Regions from separate parts of the Mus musculus genome. Here regions 2, 3 and 4 are each linked to region 1. Evidence: chromatin contacts called from public Hi-C, HiChIP or PLAC-seq and capture Hi-C data. All regions are on one chromosome and are shown on one strand. Each heading gives the region's core, a stretch centred on a gene start, on an enhancer-like site or on the middle of the called end of the contact. The rest is flanking DNA. Distances are from core to core; before and after follow the strand shown.

Region 1 (3,712 bases), core at 395-2,894:
GGGGGAGAGAGAGGGGGGGGGAAGTGTTTTACTCTATATGGATTGAACAGCACATAATGGGATACTTTACAGAAGTCTTTAACAGAGTTTTACAAGGGATTAAATTGCTAGCTCCATCTGTCTCTAATTGACACAGATAACAAGCATCACTGTTTATCAACTAATTTCTGTAAATGGATACTTTCGACGTTTTTTTGGTAGAAAGTTGCTTCTGCTTCTGCAAGTGTTGCTTTCGTGTGCATTATCTGAGTGAGGGGCCGGGAAGAGTACCTAATCTAAGAGTCCAGGTATGCATTACATTATAGGTTGTAAGAAGTTGATTGCATGGGAAATCCAAAACAAGTAGAGTTGATTGCTACATTGTTCTCTTACTCAATGAGTACATAGGAGGCTAGCAGTCGTGGGTGACTTCCAGGTGTGGTATTATCTCTGGCTGTAAGGTCTAGCAAAAGTTCCAGTCTCTTAGAATGTACTAGATCTTTTCAAACTATTGCAGCACCACAGTTTCTCCTCCCACATGTGCCTGGATAAGCAAAGCTGGGCAGGTCTTCCTTCTACTCATCTGCACTCTTAACTTTTAGACGCCTGCATACCCACCAATTACCACAAAACTACTGAACTGGGAGGAAGCCAAGGACACAGAGGTGTCCACATAGGTGCTTAGTCCACTATCCCAGTGGAGGTCCAGCCTGTGTCTGGCACCAGTTAAGAGACCTGAACTTTAGTTGTGCCACAGTTCATGTGTTGAAAGTTTAGTCCTCTATGTGGCCCTGTTAATAGGCTAGTCATGGTGAAAGGAGCCTATCGGCGGGAGTTGGCCTTCAGAAGACGGTTCTGTGAGACCAAATTAGCAGTTAAAAGTGCTTGTTTCCCAGCCGTTTCTGGGCACCCACACACACACCCCGATCCATGTGCCATACACACAGAAGCACACACATATTCATAATAAAAAGTAAACTTAAGTTGTAAGAATCAGCCCAAACCTAAGATTTTTTTTTCTCTTCCTGTCTTAAGGAGTGCTGCTAGGACATCAACATGAACTCAGTCTACTTTAGAAAGTTGTCCAGCCTCCGGTATTTCAGTACTAAATAAAAAATAATAATACAACCTCCGATTTCACCACTTACTTTCGAGATACACCTATCCTTGCTGTGTTCTCGACTGAGTAGAGATCAGCAGACTGCATCGTCTATATCGCGTCCATGTTCCTGACAGTGAGCATCCCGGCTGTCTGAAACCACTAAGCTTGAGGGTCAATAAGCAGCAATAGTAACTTGAGTTGGGGGCATTTGGGGTTCCCAAGGAAAGATCGTGGTCGAGGTACTGGGTGATGTGGGGATGGATGGACGGACAGGAGGAAAGACATGAGCTGATGTGTGCCTTGGATGCGGTTTGGGGGAGCCGACAGAATGTGCTGCATGCCATCACACAAGGAGGATGGTTATGGGGGGCCCAGCCTATGCCATGACATTCATAGTTGAAGAGTTAGATCAGCCCAGCACCCCATCATGTCCCCTCCCGGCCCCAGGCGACTACATCTCCCAGCATCGCCTGCTCGGGCCGCGGGAAAGGAAAAGAAAAAAAAAAAAAAAAAGTTAAGGCCAAGCATTCCCGGAATGCGCTTCCTGCTGGAGCGGGCCGGTGGGGGGGGGGGGGTAGGCGGGCGGGGCGGGCGGCCGCAGCCCCGGGGCGCGCACTCGGCCGGCCGCGGCCCAAGCATGGCCGAGCCGCTGCTCAGGAAGACCTTCTCCCGCCTGCGGGGTCGTGAGAAACTTCCTCGAAAAAAGTCAGAAGCCAAGGACCGCGGTGAGTGCGGGGACTCTCGGAAAGTAAGAGAAGGGAGCCCCACTCAGCCTCAGATCCCCAGGTCCCCGGTAGGGTACGCAGCGGGACCTAGTGGGTAAGCCGGGAGCGAGCCCTGATGCAAGAGAGGAATATGCACCGGATCTTTGTAAGGCTGGGGGGCTGGGGCGGGGGGCACGGACCGTTATGTGCAGCTGGCCTGAGATGCCAGCCCCAGGGATCCTTGCAAGGCCCCGCAGGGGGGCCTCACCCCTGACAGGAAATGGGGCCTCGAAGGGGCGCCCAGAGAGTGGCGGGGCAGGGGCGGGAGGTGAGGACAGCTGTGTGGCATCGACATGGCTGGGTGGTGGGCACCTCTCCTGGGTACACACTCCTGTACTAAAGAGAGGTCGTGCGGGGTTATATTTATTATTGCAGTCTTTTCCCCAATTCCATGCCACCATCGCTCCAGAGGCTGCAGCCGCACCTACTGTGGCCAGCCCCAAGAAACCGTCCTGTTTATTAAGACAGAGAAACTGAGGCACGTGGTTGTTGGGTGATTTGTCCCGGGCCTGTGAACTGACTTTAAACAATCCTCTGGACTATGCTACTGATGACAGAGACCTGAAACAGAGGGCCAAAGGGTGGAAATAGAAGATCCTTAAATCTGGGGGTCCACAGACAGCAAGAATGAAATGGAAAGGAACGAAAGCTGTATGGGTAGGGGGCTTCGGAAGGAAGCAGTTAAAGGAGGGAGGCCACTATACCAAGGACCTGACTCTTCCTCCCGGGCCGTTCCCAGGGCATCCCAAGGGTCCCAGGGCCAGAGAAGGGATCCGGGTGCCCACACATAAACACACACAGGAAATCGACCATGATGTCAGAGAAAGTAGAGCCAAGATAAGGGGGGCGGGGTAACGGGGCACTGACTGTAGAAATCTGGCTTGGGCTGAGGGGCAAGATCCAAGAGAACTTGTGGGCAGGATTTGGGAAATGGGAAAAGGGTGCTGAATGAAAAAGAAACCAGCGTTCCCTGCCCTGCCTTCCCAGCAGCAGCTACTAGGGCCTTGAGCAGGGCTACAGATCCTATTGTCTAAAGTTGCTTCTCACACTGAGCTCCAAGCTGGAAGGGGGTCGAGAAGAGAATATGATAATACTGAATCTCCTCATAAACAAGACATGGAGCATCAGGAAAAATGCCTTGCTCAAGGCCACTCAATGAGAAGGGGCAGGCGTAAGATTCTAGGATTAATGGAATGTCTGGGAGAGGGGTGACAGAGCCGAAATGTCCTGAGGTTCCAAGGACATTTGACCTGGACTCTTGAGGCTGATTCACAGTCCCTTTTGCATTACTAGGGGCTAGGGCAGGGGACCTTGAAGCTAGGACTGCAAAAGTATTAGCTAGCTGCTAGGACCAAACAAAACAGCTGGTTCCAAAGGAGGCAGTGGCTCCAGGCTAGCAAAGAGCTTCCTTGCTGTCGATTGGTTATGTGAAGTGAGGGCTGAAGCCAATTAGCTAGACTGCCTCCCTGGACCTCTGGGAACTTGAGAGTTGGGTCTTACCATCTTCATTCTCCACCAGGCCACCCAGCCCAGCGCTCAGAGCCCAAACCCCCAGAACCAGAACCTCGTGTCCTTGAAGGGTCTCAGGCTGGAGCAGAGGTACCACCCAGCCCCGAGACACCTCGAAGCCCCACTCGGGGGGCCTACCTGCAAAGCCTGGAGCCCAGTAGCCGCCGATGGGTGCTAGGAGGGGCTAAACCACCAGAGGAGATCTCTTTGGGGCCTAGGACACCTAGCAGTGGGGAGCCTGCTGGTGAGATTTGGTACAACCCCATCCCTGAAGAAGACCCCAGACCACCCGCACCTGAGCCCTTGGGATCACAGCTAGCTTCCTCTGAGCCAGAAGGCCCCAACATCCAAGGTAAGC
Region 2 (3,712 bases), core at 319-2,818, 960 kb before region 1:
TTTTGGGAAACTCAACAGTGATCCAAGTCTTTACATCTGGACTCAGTTCCAGCAATCAAGTCTGAGAGGCCTCTGTGGCACTTCCCTTGTTTTGTGGGTCATTAACTATCAAGTACTGAGTGTTGTTGATGGAACTTGGAGGCTTCTACAGTTCTCTCTCCTCTGACACTTCTGAAGAACACAGTCTCACCATTGAGCGGGACCTTCCCTTTTAGGCTGGGTCTGGAGCCCACACTTCTGTCAACAGTTTCTGAACTCTGGCCTGGATGAGAGATGTTGTCTAGGCATCACCTGAGGAAATGCTGAGTGTCCACCTCCCCTAATGATGCTCATATTTCCCAGCTGGCTGAAAGGTCACCTCAGTTCCCCATTGCAACTATCAGGTCCATGGGAAAGAAAGCCCTAACCTTGAAGAATCTTTCTGCTCATCCATTCATCCAATTGCTTAACCTTTGGTAATTGGTTAATTTGTGTGTGTTTGCTATTGTTGTTTGTCTTGACACATATAGGGTCTTACTACGTAGCCAAGGTTGTCCCAGAACTTGCTACATAGACCTCCAACTCACAGAGACCTGTTTGCCTCTGACTTCTGAGTGCTGGGATTAAAGGCTTGTGGCACCATACCCAGTAGCTTGGTTTCTTGAGGCAGGGTCTCGCTCCAAAGCCCATGCTAGCCTCAAACTGATAGTAACTCTCATGCCTCAGCCTCCTGGGCACTGGAGTTACAAGTATGGGCGACCATGCCTGGCTTTCTCTAGTGATCCTTGTCACAGTTCTCTTTTTGGGTTAGGACTGACTGACTCAGGTTCATGGAATGATGAACCCACCAAACGAGCAGGGGGCAGACTTTCTGTCTTGGGCAAATCCTCAGGGGTGGGAGACAGCTTTTGTGCTTGAACCTTAGTGGTGCCTTCACCTCCCAGCTTGGTCCTGGCCCCAGAGGGAAGGAAGAGTCATTTGGTGACTTGTGTAGACCAGAGGCCTTCACCTCTGCAAGCCTAGGTCTGCCCACCGGTCTGCCTCTCCCATTCTGTCTGCACCCTCCTGACAGCGAAAGTCAGGTTTGTGCACCTGTTCTGGAGGCTCTCATGCCCTGCTCTCTGTACCAGTGTCCTTCACCTCAGGACCACCCCCTCACCCCTAGACCATCCCTCACCTGTCAGTTGTTTCATCTCATTCTCCCTCATTTCAAGACATCCTCCCCTTCATCTCTGGACTATCCCCTCTCACCTCTAGTCCATTCCCCATCACTTCTGGACCTTCCCCTCACCTCCAGACCATACCCATTTCACTTCGGGACCCAAACCCCTCACTGCTAGATTGTCCCCTCACCTGTGGAACCTCTTCACTTGTAGACTGTTCTTCACCTGTGGCTTGTTCCCTGTTTGCGCCATCTCCCTCACCTGTGGACACACAGGAATCAGCTGATTGGCTGATGTACGGGCGTGGGGTACACCGGACCCAGGCTATAGATCTCCGCTCCTCGCCAGCACACCTACTACGCGCCTCCTGCGGCCCCGCCCCACTCCGCCTCCCAGCTCCTCCGCCAATAAGCGCGCGGCACCGCATCCGGGGACCCGCGCGGCCGCCGCCTCCCGCGCGCACGCTCGGCCATGGCGGAGGTGAGTGAGCGGCTGGGTAGCGGCCCCTCCCACACACTGCCCTGGGTCGACCTGGTCCGGCCCGTGCTCTCCCAGTCCGAGCGCCTCGAGCCTCCCCACTATTACCGGGCGGAGCATGAGCCCCGTGGGCGCCCGACGACCCCCCTTCCCCATCTCGGCTATGGTGCGCATGCGCGGGCGGGCGGGGGGGAGGGGCGCGAGGCGCGGGCGGCCGGGTGCGGGGCCGAGACCCGGGGCCGCGCGGCGGGAGGGCGCCGCGGACCGGGTGGGTGTGCGGCGCTGGCGTCTGGGACGGCGGCGCGGGGACCGCATTCCGGCGCGTTGGGGATGAGCAGGGCGCGGAGTCGGCGGCTCTCTGCGAGCGGAAAGTTTCGCGCGTGGAGTTCGTCTGGCTGTGGGAGCGAGAGCGCGGGCCTCCCCGCGGGTGCGGGGCTGCGGCGCACAGCCCAGAGCTGACCTGCACCTCGGGGTGCGGCCGCTGAACTCCGGGACCAGCCCCCAGCGACGCGCTGCGAATCCGCCACTCCGGTACTGGAACTCTGCACAGTGCGCGAGTGGGGCAGCTTGGGGCAGCAACAGGCCCGCGCGTGGGCCACAGGGTCGGGATCTGGGGGCCCCGTTGGACAACTCTGGCTGGTTGACTCAGAGGGTTCTTAGGGGTTTAGTTCCTTCTTTAGGGGGCCTTTGGGGAAGCAGACCTTCTGAAGACAAGATAGATCAACCGATACCCCTTTTGGGGCATGGCGGCCAAGTGGGTGCTCTTGGGCTGCTCTGCCCTGTGTGGCATGGGTGGTGGAGACTCCCCAGCCTGTGCTTACGTGCTCTCCTGGAGTCTAGGATTTGGAAGGGTTCTGCCTCAGTTTCCTCATCTTAAGTGGGAACCTGGTGGTGCCTTTCTATAACTGAGAGGGTGTTTTGCTGCATCCATGTTTTGAACTCATGAAAGTGGCAGTGGTTACATAGAAGTCCTCAGTGTCAGCTACTTGGTTAGTGTGTGTCTCAGCCATCTCTTTGAGCTGGTGGCTTGTCCCGTTCTTAGTCTAAGCCACACCTCTTCGCTGTGCCTATCCTTTGCAGTCCTCATGAGACCATCCAGCCCCTGGGTTTCTTTCTTGTAGTCGGAATTCCTACAGAGTTGCCTGTCAGTTGTCCCACTTCATCTGGTCTCTAGGACGCCACCTCTGACCCCAGCTGCCCAGCTCCCACCCGTTTTCTTCATTCCTGTCCCTTGGTTTAGCTCCCTTGTTTGTCCCATGTCCTAGCTCCATGTGGGTGGAGACAGGCTGAACCCGTCTCTCGGGATGTCCTAGCTGCCACGGTGGAGGGGCGAGGCTGGGACACCAGGGGCACGGGGCCCTTGCCTAGGTGTGGATGTGGGTCATTTCTCTTGAGAATGCTCTCTGACAACTCAGTATTCACTTGTTCTGACCTCTCATAATTCTTGGGGTCCTTTGTGGGTTGCAGTTTGTAGGAGTTAATGTTGAAACCTCTGCCCCTTTGGGGTGTGGGCTACAACCCTATTCGTGAGGTCTCTGTGTGGCTTGGGCTTCCTCACAGCTTGGAGTCTGTGCTCCAAAAGATGCTAGGTGGAATCGAGGGATGCGGCTTCCTGAGCGAGTACCTTTCCTTCTGTAGTCTCAGTCTGGCTAGATCTGGGTGCCGGAGTCTCCCTGGGAGACCTGCCTGGGGGGTGCTACCAGTGCTGTGTCCAGGCTCCTAGCTAAGAAGGCAGGGTGGCGGTATCCATGCTAACTTACTTTGTATCCTCTATTCTCAGACACCTTGCTGGGGGACCTTCTTGCCTCTTGCTTGGGGACCAGCCTTTAAGTGTTTGTCCTGTTGTCACCTGGATCATCTTAGGCTGGACTCCCTGCTTCCTCCTGACATAGAGATCTCAGGGACTTTGCTGGTCTTTGAGTTTTCCCAACATGGGGAAATAGGGCCTTGGAAACCCCCCTTTAAAGCGGCATTAAAGTGATGTGCCTGGTTGTCCAGTGACCCTGATGGTATCTATGCCTTAGTCAGTCTTGGGGACCTTGAGGGTCACCTGGAGATGAACTTGGCCCAGTTGGCAAGGAGCAGGCTGCATG
Region 3 (3,712 bases), core at 418-2,917, 940 kb before region 1:
TCCTGCCTCCTTTCCTCAGGAGCTTCCTTGCCCCATCTCCCTCTTTTTGCTCAGTGCCCCAGTTTCCTTTATCACCTCCTCTTTCCTGGCTCTCCTTTCAGCACATAGTAGGTACTCAGTGCTGCCCTGACCTGCTAAGACTTTCCTATGGTTAGGTCCCAGTAAACAGCGGTTAAAGGGGGTATTACAGATGCCACTGGTCATATGAACTGTCAGGAGCTAGGGGGACATGTCACACATATGGTAGGGTGACTTTGGCACCTCTGAGTCCATGTGCTATAGACATATGGGTGGATGTGAGGTTGAATGCTGGCGTTGGGGACCTCTGCTTCAGTTAGTGTCCTCTCACCAGAGCCCAGCCTGCCCTTGTCTTTAAAGGGTCAGACCTGCCACATAGGTGTCAGGTAGGCATGGGGGAGGGACATGAATGAAGACCTGAAGCCAGGTTTCTGCACAGTCCTTGTCCAGTCCTGTGTGTAGCACAGGTTACAGTGTATTGAAAGCTCTGCCTGCCCATTTTATAGGCCACTTTCTAGGATGCAGGGACCCTCCCTTACCCCGAACAGGTCACTGCATGCTGCTCCCCCCCAGCACCAAAGCACAGGCACTTGGGTTCTCTGAGGACCTCTCAGGTCAACTCTGCCTAGGTGACATCCTGCAGGAGAGAAGGTCAGGGGAGACCTTTTGGACCTTCAGCAAGGGGTTGTCTCTTTCCTGACCTTCCCTGCCCTCAAGTCTCAAACATCCTGGACTCAAGTCAACCTTGTGGTGGAGGAAGGTCTGACTGGCTCTGAGTGTGGCCTCCGTGGAGGCATCAAGGAGCTGGAGTCTCTGGAGTGGAGGCTTCACGCTGTGGCCTCTTACAAAGGATTCAGTGTGGGTTTTGGAGATCCTGGCCTTTCTTTCCAGAGTCTACATGCCCTTGGCTCCCAAGTGTCCCTGGCCCAGGGTCTCAGGACACCCCCTGAACAGGGTAGGCTGGGTCCCACCCATCATAGGTCAATTTCAGAATCTCTGTGGCATTCTCTAGAGTGGATACAGCCTGTGTTAAGGCATGATCCTGACCTTCCCACCATGAAGGGTCTTGAAACCTTCCAACCTGACAGCAACTACAAGATGCTACTTTAGAGGGAAGGTGGGCTTCTGCCTGAGTTTGGTCATCCCATGCTAAGGTACTTATGGGTTTAGAAGTGTCACTGTGTCCAGCACAGGTGCCCTCCTCTGGAAAGGTTGAGATCAACTTAGGAGTGCTGCCCAGGCGGTTGTCGGCTTGCCCTCTCTGCAACTCTGCATTATCACTGCAGAACCCCGCCCAAGTGTTGGGGACACCTGGGTGACCTCCAGCCTACAGTCTTGAGTTCTGGTGGCCCCTCCCAGCTGGAAGACTCCTTTCTGCATGGAGACCCCAGTCAACACTTCTGAGTCTTGTTCTCAGCCCTGAGATTCTCGGATCCCAGCTTGGAGATCCCTCCCAAATAGGGGACTTCAGTTTGTCCTGAGACACGCTCCCACACCCGCCCATCCCAGCCCCTGCCCCTGCGCGCCCGGGTCAAGGTGGCAAACACACCCCTCAGGGCCTCCGCCCTCTCCTGCCCTCCCGCCTCCGCACTTTCTCTTCATGCCACGCCCTCCCTCAGCCCCGCCTCCGCCTCGCCCGGGCCCTTTCGTCAAGCCCTGCCCTTTCCCTGGGTCCGGCAGTCTCCACCGCCATGTGATCCTGGGGCTGCCGGGACAGCTGGGGCAAGCGGGGGTCGCGGGCGTCCCTGGGCCGGGGCGACATGGAGCGGAGGTGGGTCTTCGTGCTGCTGGACGTGCTGTGCGTGTTGGTCGGTAAGAGCCTCAGCCCCGGGTGCGGGGACTTTTTCCCAGGTGCACACTCCCTCGGTCCCTCTGGCCAGTGTGCGTTAGAGATGCGGACGATGGTGACCAATGCTTTACACTTCCCTGTGAGCACCCCGCCAGCCCTCCTGGGCTCCTGGCGGGATCGGGGCTGCCTGTCTACCTGTAGCTGTTCCTGGGTGGAGGGTCCTGGCAGCAGGAAGTCGCTCGAGTGCCGCGGAGCGATGTGACTCACACGGGCGGGGCAGAACCAAGACCCTGCAGGCCAGTGACCCATGGCCAAGGTCCAGCACTGTGCCCTCGGGAGGCGGGGACAGCTAGGCTCGCACAGACAAACCTGCCATTCCGGTTCAGGCCGCTGGGAGGAGCGTCCCGAACCCCCCAGGCTCGAACAAAGGCCAAGTGTTCGTTGGGGCCCAGGGGACAGTGGCTGGATTCTAACCCAAGGCGGTGACGGTGACGGGGTGCCTCTATCTTCCTTCATTCTGCATCTCCCTCCCCTTCCACCTTCCATATCCCGGAAGGATACTCATTTTAGCTGGGCCCGTTGGCAGCCAGAAAGCCCGTGGGACACCCCTCAGCCATTGGCACCCTTTTTAAGTGTATGGGTTTGTAGAACCATTTCTGTTGCTTTAACTGTATGCCAGGGACTACAGGACTTGGAAATAGTCTACATTTTTCCTTGGAAAGTCCTGAGTCCCCAGGGGCGGAGCTACCTGGGAAGTCACAGCAGCAGGAGGAGGCCTATGCCTCTGAGTGGCTGAATGAACACTGGAGTCAGTGCACACTTTGGGTGGTGATAGGGAAGCCTTGCAGCCAGAGTGAAGGAGGCCCTTTCCTGTTGGTGGGAACAAAGTACCCTACAAATACCCACTGCAGGTGGAGGAAGAAGAGGGGACACAGCTGGGAGCCAGTGTCCTGGCCCACACCTGCCATGCAACCCAGCCATGTTCAGGGCTTTAGGTTCGTCCAGACCTTGCACAGCTGTGGTCTGCCTGGCTTGTCTGCTGAGGATTCACTAACTTCAGTTGTCTTCAGTGTTGCTCTCTACCACCAGATCCTTGGAGTTTACCTCCTCCTATGCAGAAGATGTGTGTTTCCCCTGATCTCTCACATCCTCCTCTGACCTCAGCTCCTCTATTTCCTCTGAACCCCCTCTTTCCTCTCTCATCTTTTCTGATACTCTCTTCTCTTTGATCTTCTCTCTAACCATCTCCATGTTCTTCCCTGCTCTTCCCTGCTCTTCCTCTCTCCCCTTTCCCCCCATCTTTTCCACTCCTTGCTCTCCCCCTCTCCCCTCTTCTCCCCTTCTTCCCTCTTCTTCCCCTCACCCCTCTCTCCTCCTCTCCCCCTCTCCCCTCCTCTCCCCCTCTTCCATCCTCTCTCCCTCTTCTCTGCTCTCCCCTCTCCTCTGCTCTCCCCTCTCCTCTGCTCTCCCCCTCTCCCCCTCTTCCCCTTCTCTTCCCTCCACTTCTCCTCTCCCACTCTCCCCTATGCCATCTTTCTCCTCTGACCTCTTCTCCTTCAAGACTTCTCTCACTGTTATGAAGGTGTCCCCTCCCAGGGGACACTGCTCCTGTTTCCTTACTTCTTGGCCGTACCTCTCAGCTTCATGATGTTAGCACTTTCCTGGATCATGTCTTCTCTGGACTCTGAGATGGCTCAGCCCACATCAGGGACTGTATTCTGGCCAGTCCTTTTCCCCTTTGAATGTTGAGTCTCCCCTTGGGGTTCACCTGGCATTCAGGACCTGAGGGCCACGCACTCCACACCCAGCTTCCCTGCTGCTGACGGGCAAAGGGCACTTTTAGGGGTGTCTGTGTTCCTGTGCCTGCAGAACAAGGTGCTGCTCACTGTTCTGTCCTTGTGACTG
Region 4 (3,712 bases), core at 546-3,045, 610 kb after region 1:
GGGGACACATGTGTCCTGGGTCCTGTCACCTGTACTAATGGGGCCAAGGGGTATGGGCTTGCACAACCAGGGCACTCAGAAGAAATCAGCTGCATGCTGGTCTCTGTGGCCCAGCCTGCTCTTGGGGTGTTCTACACTGGGTGTTTCTACCTGGCAGTTTACAACAGTTCTGTGTCTAACACAGAACATCATTACAGTCAATACCCTCTGAGGACGCCTGGCCAAGGATCTTGTGGTTTCCCACCCTGAGACAGATACACAACCCTTTCTCCTTGCTGCCCCTGAGGCACAAAGAAAGGACAGACACTCTCCTTGCCAATGGTTCTGGGCTCAAGGCAGACAGAACTGCAGTTAAGTTTGGCCACGACACACCATCAGATCTGTGGATCAGACCTGGGCTGTGGGCTCCACAGTCCCAGCTGCCTGTCATTTCGGGTGGGGTTGGGGTGTCGCCTCCTGAAGCTGAGGAAGGCCATGCAGAGTGCCCCTGTTGATGTCCTTGAGGGAAATCACCACCAGGGACTCCTCTCAAGGCAGAGCTTTGACTCTGTTTTCCTCTGTGCAGGTCTAGCAAGTGACACGGCACTGAGCTGAAGATCACAGTTCTGTAACTTTAGCTATTCTTCTGGGGGAAGGGGCATCCGGAAGAAGATACAATCAAGGCAGAGCTTACATCTGTGAGCTGGCTGCCCCTGGAGAAGAAAAGAAATAGACTTTAATTTGTTGAATGAAAATATTTTAAAAATCCCCAAAGAAATGGCAATTGTCTATAAATCTAAAGATTCTACATTCGGAACAGTAAGGAAGGCTGGTTGCCCAAATAAGGGTGAGGTTGGTTTCTGCCAATACTCCCTGCTTGGTGCATGGGGGTACACAGTTTTCTCCTCTCAGGCTCCCATAGCAGAAAGCTCTTTCCAGTCACACACATAAACAAAGGGATCTTCATAAGAGGCCAAGCTCAAAGGCCGGTCATGCAACTTCTGAAGCAAACTTCACGGGCCTGCAATGTGTGTTGTTTCTGCTTGCACAGAGGAAGCCCTGATGTGCTCGCTGGCTCGACAAAGAAAGGCATTATTGAAAACCCAGGACAGGGAGGACTGTGGCCCCAACACCAGATGTGCCAGGGCAGGGAAAGGCTTTTAATTAACAAAGCTCACTCTTTCCAGTAGCCCACTGACCATTACTAGAAGCAGGGGTCTGCACTTGCTCTGCCACTGCTAAATGCTCTGGCCACAGCATCCCACCCCAGTCCCCAGAGACACCTGTAGCTCTTCCACACGCCAGATACAAACTCCTCCAGAAGCCCGGGGCTTTCAGTATTAGTGTGACTCAGCCATGCAACTTAGAGTGCATCCATATAATAGCATCTAAGGTCTAGGCTGTCACTCATACCAGGTCACCCTCTCCAGCACCGGATCATGACTTTACAACCTCAGTCTCTCCCTGTAGACATGCCACTAAGCACCTCTGTCTTCAGATACCAGACACAGACACAGAGGGTTAGCGAAAAGCCCTCAGCAACACTAGAGGGAAATTCTAGTTATCCTGCGAGGGCCGCACTCCTCTGAAGCACTGGCCTCAGAGTGAGCCTGCAACCTAGCTAGCCTGGGGTAGCAGGCGCTCAGCGCGGCCTCTGCTTCCTCCCGCTCCTGGCCGGCCTCACCAGCAGTTGAGCTTCCGCACGTTGTGCAGCTCCGAAGCCTTGGCTCGGGACAGGACCATCTTTCGTGTCAGCTTCATGGTGGCCACAGGGCCGCGGGCCCGGCCGCCCTCCGCTGTACACTCGGCTAGCGGGAGAGGCCTGCGCAGCGGCGCGTCTCCAGGGGCGGGGCCCGCGTTTCTAGGGGCGGAGCCTGAGGTCCCATTGGCAGTCAGGCGAGAGGGCGGAAGCGCGCCGGCGAAGCGGGACGGCCCGACTTCCGTGATACGCGATTCCGCCCCGCCCCTTTGGCGGCCCGCCGGTCCTGCGCATGCACGAGGCTCCGGGCTTTGCTGCCTGGGGACCGCTGGTCTCTGCATCCCGTGTTTGCGTGCGCGGGAAGGGCGGCCCTTAGGATTCCAGTGTGCAAGAGTCTGAGATGGGCTGGCTTGGGTGAGAAAGGCGCCGGTGTGTGAGGGACTCGGGACGCCTGGCTGGTCTCGGAGACATCGAGGACAGAAAAGGTCGAGTCGGGAAGGGTGACAGAGTCCTCGTAGTGGATGCCAGCAGAAACCCTCCTGGCATGCTTGCTCCGGATCCTAATCCCTGCCATGGCCCTGGTCACCACTGAGCCCTCACCCATTTCTGCTTGACCCCAAATCGGGGATTTGTGTTACATAACAGCTAATCCACAACCAGACGATGACTGACACTTGTAATTGATGCACTCAGAGGCTGAGGCAGGAGGATTGCCTGAGCCAGTTTCTGGCAAGACTGGCTCATACAGACATTATCTCAAAAGACAAAGCCGAGTAGTGGGGGCTTGGGGAGGGACTGAAGAAACAGTTAAGAGCGCTGGCTGCTTTTCCAGGGCACTCATATGGCCGGATCACAACCTTATGTAACTCTAGTTCCAGGGGACTCAATGCCCCTCTTTTGGCCTCCTTGCGCACCAGACAGGTCACTTGGGTTGCACACACATGCAAGCATAACACTCATATGTAGAAAAACAAAACGAACAAAACAAAAACCTTAAAAACAAACAAACAAACAAACAAATAGAAAATAGACGTTATGTTTTTGAAAGTCAGTACTGTGCCTGTGGTTGTCAGTGTGCATTTTAAGTAATCACAAATGAATTTTTGTTTTGTTTTCTTCTGGAGAAAACAGATCTCCAGAAGAAAACAAAACGAAAGATTGTAGGTTGAAATCTTCATATCTTTTTCTATCCTACAGATTACACCGGGACAGGCACTGGGTACTTCAGGCCCTTTAGGTAATAAACTGCCCTTGATGAAGTATTCTAGGGCTCTATTGTCTGTCTGACCACCCTGGTCTGCCTTTACCAAAAACAAGTGAAATGGTTCAGTAGGTAACAGTACTGGACGCACAAACCTAAAAACCATAGTTTGCACCCTGGAACCCACAGTGGAAAGAGAGCGGACGCTGAAGATTTAGCCTCTGGCGGGCCATTCATTACCATCAGGAACAATAAGGCCTGAGCTGAGAGATACAGCTTAGCCACCAGTGTGGTGGGAAGAATTTTATAGGCTCAGTTCAGCCACGTTTAAAGAGGTCTGCTGGCCGCTCCAATGGAGGCCAGAAGGACATGGATGATGGCAAAGGAGCTAAGACTTTGAGGAGTGTTTGACAGGAGGTGGGCATTGCCCACTCTGCCCGTTTGTCCTGGAGAGACCTGTGGTGGAGTTGTAGTATCAAATTGTATTACATTGTGTTACATTGTATCACATTGTATCAAGTGTCAGAGTTGAAGGCGGATGGGGAAGTGTGGAGTTGCTACCCTGTTCAGCTTGGGTTCACTTCCCTAGCTCTCACCTCTTCTACCTAGACAGGCGTGGCCAAGGTACAGGGGTGGTACCGAGGAGAGTGGGCCAGGTCAGGTTGTGGGGCGGGCCCTGGCTCTGTAGCTCTTTCAGTCTTAGTATCTGGCCCTTGCCCACTGATATATAAGTCCAGGGAGACTTCCCTGCAAAAGGCTATTTATTCCTGGAGATTTTTGATAGGGGTCAGGCCTGAAGAAAGAGGCTCTCCTGCAGAATCGTGTACCCTGTA

Evidence for each region. Hi-C and Micro-C count contacts between places; a contact is called where the count stands out from the background. HiChIP or PLAC-seq counts read pairs in DNA pulled down with a chosen protein or histone mark. Capture Hi-C pulls out chosen DNA fragments and counts their contacts.
Region 2: an H3K4me3 HiChIP or PLAC-seq map of stem cell-derived neural progenitor cells shows a contact between it and region 1, with 6 times the contacts expected there. The contact joins the promoter of Mier2 here to the promoter of Syde1 in region 1. A contact is called at or near these places in 2 of 39 promoter capture datasets (hippocampal neurons and liver), 1 of 484 Hi-C or Micro-C datasets (pancreatic cancer cells), 9 of 115 datasets of contacts at active chromatin or transcription factors (the 230-238 cell line, astrocytes, craniofacial prominence and 5 more) and 1 of 9 other capture datasets (embryonic stem cells).
Region 3: a contact with region 1 is called in a capture Hi-C map of embryonic stem cells, with 4 times the contacts expected there. The contact joins the promoter of Plpp2 here to the promoter of Syde1 in region 1. A contact is called at or near these places in 1 of 39 promoter capture datasets (embryonic stem cells), 2 of 484 Hi-C or Micro-C datasets (both in embryonic stem cells), 10 of 115 datasets of contacts at active chromatin or transcription factors (bone marrow-derived macrophages, cardiomyocytes, craniofacial prominence and 4 more) and 1 of 9 other capture datasets (embryonic stem cells).
Region 4: a Hi-C map of uterus shows a contact between it and region 1. The contact joins the promoter of Cfap410 here to the promoter of Syde1 in region 1. A contact is called at or near these places in 1 of 484 Hi-C or Micro-C datasets (uterus), 2 of 115 datasets of contacts at active chromatin or transcription factors (large pre-B cells and pancreatic cancer cells) and 1 of 9 other capture datasets (liver).

Annotation. Positions count from the first base shown.
Region 1 is chr10:78,589,896-78,593,607 of GRCm38.p6, reverse strand. It overlaps Syde1 (synapse defective 1, Rho GTPase, homolog 1 (C. elegans)), which reads left to right and starts at 1,644. Exons shown (of 8, transcript NM_027875.1): 1 at 1,644-1,806; 2 at 3,365-3,706. The coding sequence starts at 1,719. Gm30346 (a long non-coding RNA gene) reads right to left here and starts at 1,567. Exons shown (of 3, transcript XR_380602.2): 1 at 1,128-1,567.
Region 2 is chr10:79,552,984-79,556,695 of GRCm38.p6, reverse strand. Mier2 (MIER family member 2) reads left to right here and starts at 1,568. Exons shown (of 14, transcript NM_001316699.1): 1 at 1,568-1,622. The coding sequence starts at 1,614.
Region 3 is chr10:79,531,742-79,535,453 of GRCm38.p6, reverse strand. It overlaps Plpp2 (phospholipid phosphatase 2), which reads left to right and starts at 1,667. Exons shown (of 6, transcript NM_015817.3): 1 at 1,667-1,830. The coding sequence starts at 1,779.
Region 4 is chr10:77,976,733-77,980,444 of GRCm38.p6, reverse strand. It overlaps Cfap410 (cilia and flagella associated protein 410), which reads right to left and starts at 1,795. Exons shown (of 7, transcript NM_026431.2): 1 at 1,664-1,795; 2 at 674-692. The coding sequence starts at 1,740.